Linked DNA regions of Cricetulus griseus: region 1 is linked to region 2. The links are chromatin contacts, called in public Hi-C maps. All regions are on one chromosome and are shown on one strand. Each heading gives the region's core, a stretch centred on a gene start, on an enhancer-like site or on the middle of the called end of the contact. The rest is flanking DNA. Distances are from core to core; before and after follow the strand shown. Region 1 has its middle 130 kb from the start of Frmd6. Region 2 holds the start of Frmd6 (FERM domain-containing protein 6).

Evidence for each region. Hi-C and Micro-C count contacts between places; a contact is called where the count stands out from the background.
Region 1: a Hi-C map of the CHO-K1 cell line shows a contact between it and region 2, with 2.2 times the contacts expected there. The contact joins the enhancer-like site here to the promoter of Frmd6 in region 2. A contact is called at or near these places in 3 of 8 Hi-C or Micro-C datasets (the CHK-Q cell line, the CHO-K1 cell line and fibroblasts).

What each region holds. Positions count from the first base shown.
Region 1 is chr5:132,684,906-132,688,350 of CriGri-PICRH-1.0, reverse strand. No RefSeq gene overlaps it. Among named protein-coding and RNA genes, the nearest start is that of Frmd6, 130 kb to the right of the region's middle. Within about 2 kb of position 1,725, at least 3 of the 6 cell types and tissues checked have open chromatin away from gene starts, as enhancers often do. A contact at or near this core is called in the CHO-K1 cell line and fibroblasts, where this site is marked.
Region 2 is chr5:132,551,778-132,555,641 of CriGri-PICRH-1.0, reverse strand. Frmd6 (FERM domain-containing protein 6) reads left to right here and starts at 2,194. Exons shown (of 14, transcript XM_035445933.1): 1 at 2,194-2,218.

The DNA.
Region 1 (3,445 bases), core at 476-2,975, 130 kb before region 2:
AATGACTGCCCAGTCACAGCAATTGAAGTTCTGGGTTTTACTACTTTCTTCAAAATTAGTCTTTAGCCTATAAGTAAATTATTTATTTCTAGGAACGTTTTATTTCTGAGTCTTTCAGAGAGAAAAAGAAGTATCACTATAATCCACATTTGCATAAGATTCCAGCTTCTGGTGCTAAAAATAACAAATAACTCAACAGGGGCATCAGTGGAAGACAGATTTCTTAGAGTGGTCTAACTCATAGAAAGGTTGCTTTAAAAATAAAACACTGTCCTGTTCTACATTGCAAGTTCCAGGCCAGATAGGCCTACACAGTAAGACCCTGTCTCAAAAACAAAACAAAACATTGGCTCCAGACAAGCTCAACATTGCACAGGGATGAATTGTCCCAGATAGCATAAATTAATTTTCCTGAGACCATTAGCCCAGAGTTTCGTCAATTCCAGCTAAGTGGTAGTGTTGACATACAGCCAGACTTACACTAGTAACATTTTATTTTGTATGTTTGTTGGCATAATTTGTTGACTGGGTCTTGCAGATCATGGCTGTCTCTGCTCTAAGTAGTGTCTGACCTTATACCACATCTGGCTAAGTTAGGAACTCAGAAATGATCACTTTCAGACATTTCTACCTGGTTTGCACACAGCATGGACTCCACCAGCCAATGTCCTGGGCTCAAGGTAGTATTGCAGGTCTTCAGCTTTCCTGTTCTTTCCTAGCCTGTGACCCACCTTCACTTCCTCCACAGCTCCACTTTCTGAGGGTGTCAGTCTTGGCTGAGGTCATGCCTCCTGAGTGCTCATTCCTGCACAGGGACACAGTCCTCTCAATTGGTTTTGTCCCCTTGTGTGCTCCTTCCTCAATGCAGATCCTTTTTTTCTGTCAACTGTAGTGAGACCAGTGGGAGTATGGGGTTGTGCAAAGCAGGGTGATGGCCACTGGCCAGGAAGCAGGAGAGCCTACTGTACAACTTTGGGTTGAGTGGATGCTGTACTGAGTCAGGCAAGTGCCTGCTCATCGCACAGCAGAGGCGGCAAGTCCATGGCGGGGATGCACCAGGACCTCACCCTGTCCCTGATTCTGTTTGCCTGTGGGGACTTGTCCACACAGGACAAATGGCTGCAGATCACAGTCCACTCCAAAGGGTCCAGCACTGGTTATGCTCTTCCAAACCACATGCTCAACTAAGCCCTCTTCTCAAGCAGCTGCTGCTGGCCCCAAATCACCTCCTCAGAAAGGAGGGGTTTTTCTCCTTCTAGCCCTGATGGTATGGGAGCTGGTCGCCAGCCTTTAATGCTTAGTCACAGAGTGCTTCTTGATTGGGCAGGGAGCTGGATCTTGTCATGAAGGTAGGTTCATGGAAAAGCATATAGGTGCTGGCTACCATGAGCTTCTTCCCAGGGGTATGATTTGAGACGTGTGTTTTTTAAACCCTTTATACTTTTCCTACTCTAGATATGCATCAAGTCTGTGTAAATACCATCTCCTTTCCCTTTCCCCATATACAGTGGTCTCTCTATTGAGTTTTTCCTTCTAGAACATTCTACTGGAAGAGGATATCAGTGTTGCTGCCCTGACTCTAACACAGGGGATTGCAGTTTCTCGTCTTCCAGAATGGGTGAATAACCGCTCTGTCATGAGGAAAATCACTATCTGCCACCACAGGAAGCAGGATAGGGAGCAGTTGGACAAAAGCCTACACTCCAGCTGAACAGCAGGGTCAATTGTATGACCTAAAAGGTTGTGCTTCCTTGCTTGTTTGGTGAGTCAAGCAGGGCGAGTCCAGATAAGACTAGGAGCATGCGCCAAGTGCTCGCCAGAGAGAGACCGCTGGACCCAGTCAGTACACTGCTCAGCTCCATGTGGTATGGCTGACCCAGGGTAACCACAGGGAAAGTAAAGGTCCTACTGCAGGGGCCAGAGGGAGCAGTGGGGCTGTACTTGCATGGTGAGGAGAGCTCATCCATGCCCCACCACAGGGGTCTAACATCTTCAGAACAGCTTCTCATCTACAGTCTGGAGAGCTGGGAGAAAAGGAAAACAGATTTTAATCTCTTGATTGGGGTCAGGGAAACCCATTTCCTCCATGATCTACAGTGCCTGATGGTCAGGTGTCCATCAATACTCTAGTTCCATTTGTGGTGTGTCTGTGTCTGTGGATGTGTGTGCTTGTTTTAAAATAATAGCTTATTGAATTGCTGTTTGTATACTTTAAGTCCACCACCTTTAAACATTCAAGAACACAGTCGTTTTAGTGTAGTCACAGAGGAGGGCAACCAACATCACGGTCACTTTCTAGAACACACACAACATCTAAATGAAACTCTGACCTGTTGAGCAATCCTGAACATTTGTGCCCCTTCCCTAAGCTGCTGGCTGCTTGGTCTATAGATCTGCTGTTCTGACCTGTGTGGTCCTTGGTGACTCTCTTCTTTCATTTGGTTAAACAATCCAGGGTCATCTGCGCCATAGCAAGGACCAGTACTACCTTCTCTGTTATGAATAACTAAGAATAAACTCCCATTGTGTAAATACACATCACCGTATCTTACCTAATCACGTGACAGATGTCTAGGCTGTTTCCACTATTTTCTTAATGTAGCTCTGAACATTTGTAGACACATCTTTGTGTGTGGACATATGCTTTCAATTATCTTGGGATAAAATTGCTAGGTTGTACTGAAACTCTGTGTTTTACATTTTGAAGAACTGCCAAACTAATTTTCACAGTGGCTACTTGACAGTATCACCAGCAGAATACAAGGGCTCCAGTTACTTCATGTCCTTGTCAACACAATTCGCCAGCTTTTGATTTCAAGCAATCTGATGGATGCAGAGTGGTAGCTCATCGTGATTTTGGTTTGCATTTCCATTGGAATGAATGGCATTGAGCACTGGCTGATGTACTCACTCGGCCTTCACATATCTCTTTTGAAGAAAGGTGTATTCAAATGTTTTGTCTGTCTATGTAGGCAATTGTTTCTCTGTGTGTTTGTGTGTGTGGCGAGCATGCGTGTGGCAGTCAGAGGACCATCTCAGGTGTTGACCTATCTCCTTTGAAATAGGGTCTCTTTGTTGGTCTCCACTGTACATATCAGACAAGCTGCTCATGAGTGTCACAAAACTTTCTCCCATTAGGAGCACTAGGATTACAATGCACACTACAGTGTCCACCTTTACATGGGCTCTCGGGATTTGAACTCAGCTCCTCATGCTTGCATGGTAGGCATATGTATTTACCCACTGAACCACCTCCTGAGCCCCTTTGGTCCATATTTTTTAAGTGTTTAGAAAATCTATTTTACTTTATAACTTTGATCATTCGTAAACTAACCCAGAAATTCTGGGGGGAACACTACATACTGCTATGATATAAATTAAATAACAGTTTCCTATATTGGGGGGATTTTGTCTTAAAATAGACTACTTTTAAGAACAACTTTAA
Region 2 (3,864 bases), core at 945-3,444:
GTAACAATTTAAGATGCTCAGAATGTGTCACTGGTGAAGCATTCCACTTTAGAGAAACATCTCCTTGTACCAGTGAAAATAAACTAGATCTCCATCTCAAAGGAGAAAACCAGACTACACCCAGAACTGCATTCCTCACTGTAACAAGCATATTAAAAACCATATCCCGTGATAAGAAATGTGTCCTTTCTCAGTCCCCTTTCTATCCTTAGTGGATTGTGTGTTGCTTCCAGGGCAACTCTTCTGGCATTTTATGTTGCAGGGATTTATAAAACTGATTTACAAAGTCTGAAGTAGTTTACAAAATTTATCATGTAAGAGTGTGATTACTGTGTGGTTCACGCTGTTAATATGGCCATTACAATTCAGAAAAAAAAATTCACATATTAAGTCTTACCACAATCTAATCCTGGACAATAAATTCAATCTTAAACATTTTAAAGCTTTTTAGAATATTTTGCTCTTTTGGTTACCTAATTGTTTCAATAGTTGCAGTTAAGTTTCACAATCTAGCAGTATGTTGTTGTTTTTTTCTCTGATGGATTTTAATATATGAAACCTGAAAATAAATCATATTTAGGAACTCTTTTCCAAAACAGTAATATGTTTCTCATTTATCATATACAATAAATGCTGGTTTATCTCATTAAATACCAAATAAATTATTACTAATACCCAACAAGTACCCATCCTTCGTAAGTATAAAAAGTGAGATAAAAGGTCTTTTGCTCCCATGCTCATGGAGAAGCCAGAGGCAACCTCTAGGAGTTGGTTTTCCCCTTCCAGCAGGTGGGTCCTGTAGTCAGACTTGGGCACCAGTGCCTTTTAACTCATAAGCCACTTCTCTGACCCGTTATCTACTTTAAACACAATACAAGACATCAACAATTCACTACTGTTAACTAGTATTTTTTATTAATATGACAGTGAAAGGCTTTTTATTGAAACACACTTTGGTTTTGCTTTCCATAAACAAGCCACAACTGTAAGCTCTGAGAGTGATTTTCCTAGGAACTGCCTGAGAAAAAGGTATGCGATCACAATGCTTAATATTCATGCTCTCCAAACAGGAAAGGCTTTTGAGGGGGTGTACTGTTTAGTCTTTATGTCAACTTGACACAAGCTAGTCATTTGGGAAGAACACGGAACCTCAACTGAGAAAATGCCCCTGACCACATTGGCCTTTGGTGCATTTTATTAATTGATGGCTGATGTCAGAGGGCACAGCTCACATGTGTGCCACCCCTGGGTTGATGGTCCTGGTTACTTTAAGGAAGCAAGTTGAGCCAAGCCAGTAAGCAACACTTATCCAAGCCCTGACACCGGGTTTCTGCACCGAGTTCCTGCACTGACGTTCTTCGGTGACAAAGTGTGTGGCCTGAGAGTTGTAAGCTGAAATAAATCCTTTGTTTTTGGTCATGGTGTTTAATCACAGAAATAGAAATCCTAAGACAGAAGCTGTCTCAAGCATCTGTAAGGAACCCTAAATTAGACCACCTTTGGCTATTCAAACAATCACACAGATAAGGAACGTCGTCTATTCAGTCAATAACAGATAGCTTTATATAGCTATGTATGGATCGGGAAAAAAAAGGACGAGTTCAAAGCTTCTTCTGCCCAGTATCAAGTATTCTTTCTCGGGTCTCTGCACCTACCTGGCAAAGCCAGACACACAGACCGCCCCCTCATTAGAGCAGCAACGCCCACAGAACACAAAACAGTGTGTAGTTCTGTGGGTGGCAAGCCTCATGGCCAGTTGGGGTCGCTCTCCCTACCCTGCCAGTCTCCGCTGCAGGTCCAAATGGGTGCAAAATAGACAAGTGGACTTCACTTCTCCACCTGACGACTAAAGGAGCCAAGGAAACCTCCACGCTCTACTGGGGTCTTTAGGGCTAATGAAATCATTTCTTGCTGCCTTTTGTACCACTCGCGGCCGCGCGGGCCACCTTCACCTAGGGCAAACATCGGTTTTTTTTGAGGGCCATAGGCAGAGGCTGTGTCAACCTGGAGAGACAGACTGAGCGGGGGCGGATGGGTTTGGGCCGCGCCCACATCCTGAATGCAGGATAAAGCTGTGAAGGGCGAGGTGGGAGCGGGACAGGAGGGGACCGAGGAGTCACGAAGCCTCCTCCACTGGGGGGCCGCCTCCTCTCGGAGTGGCCGCCCCTGTTTGTTCCGAATTATCGAGCGGGAACTCAGGTCAAACAGCCACCCACAGGTAACCCGTCTAGGCCTACTAGGGTGCGGCAAGGGGGCTGGAGGTGCGGGGGCAGAGTGGAGAAGTGGACCATTCAGACGGAGGGGGGAGCAGACAGTCTACCCTCGCGCCCTGGCCTCCGTCGCACCGGGAAAAGGCATGCAAAACCAGAGTCCACTCTATGCATTCCATTTGAGCCTGGCTTGGTTATCCGGGGATCAGAAGAGAGACGGCTGTCGCCGGCATTCCTTCACCCCCCAGGCAGCTTCACCCCTCCCTGGGATTGTTGGTTAGGTCCGGGGCGGATTGGGGATGGGAGGGCAGCGCTCCACGTGCGGCCGCGATCCCTAGCTCTAGGCTTCTTCCGCTGCTCCTCCTCGGTTTCCAACTCGGGGAGGGGCGGGACCTCTGGCAGGGAGGGGCGTGTCTTAGGCGGGGCGTGGGCGTGGGCTCGAGGGGGCGGAGCGGAAGGCGGGGGCGGGAGGCGGGGCAGCCGCAGCGTTGGTCTGGCGGCGGCAGAAGGACTGCGAGCAGCGAGAAGGCTCGGCGCCGCTGGAGCAGACGCCGGTTCCGAGGCGGACGCCTGGCGCTGGCGACTTTGGAGGTACGCGCGGGAGCGGGAGCGGGCGCGGGCCTGCTGGCCCCCTTTCTGGGACGGTGCACCCCGGCCGCCGCTGTGCCCCCTGCTGGTCTAAAGTGCGATTCCCGGCAGTGCCGCTCTCGGCGTCTTTCTTTTCTCTCACGGGCTCTCTGGGCGTCGGGCACCGGGCGGGCAAGTCGCCTCTCCGCGAGTCGGAGCTCGCCCAGGCTGGGGCCCCGGGGCAGCCGCGGCCGTGAGGGAGGCGCGGAGCTGGGGGTGCCGGGCGCTGCGATCCTGCGCCCCGAACTCCGAGACCCCGGTTCGTGGGGTGCCTGCTTGTGGCGCCCCGTCTGACTAGCTGGGACCAGTCATGAGCCGGGTGTTCGAGCGCTGTGCGGTATTGCCTGTTGTGTGCGCAGGCCGGGCAGCTGGCTTCGGGAAGGCAGCACCCCAGTGCGGTCGTCCGGTGTCCCCGCAATTGCCTAGTGTGGGAAGCCCCTGAAGGGGGCCTCAGGGATACACGGGTTGGGGGTGAGGCCTGCAGAATTTGGGTTTCTGGAGGAACTTAACACCGCCAGGCAAAGGAGACCACTAGCCTCTTCTCTGGGAAGGCGGAGATGTGGACAGCTGGGGGCCACCCCTGTGAGGTCTACAGGACTAAAACAACACTTAGAGTTCCAGGATGGCTTATAGCCTAATGGTGGGGCGCTTTCTTAAAGGCAGGGATAGATGGAAAGCTGTCAAAACAAGCACATTTAAAGTTGAAATAAAAGCTGGCACCGTTTTTCAGACCGTGCAGTTGTGCGGCTGGTATCGGAAGAAATATTACCTCATTGGCCCCCTTACACCTTTTTTGGTTTTGTTTATTTATTTATTTAAGCAGCCAGTCTGTTTTGCTAGCATTGCCCTCGGGAGCTGTGTAGTGCCCACAGCGGGGAAAGAAAACTTACGCAAGGGTTCTAGGCACTTCTGAATGTGGAGGGAAAGTGTACCTTGCCGGATTTTCCACGCATGATTCCCTCCTTTCTTTGGACCTGGTGATGTTTGTTTACTGGTTCTAAGCATCTACTTACATTTAGTTTTTGCA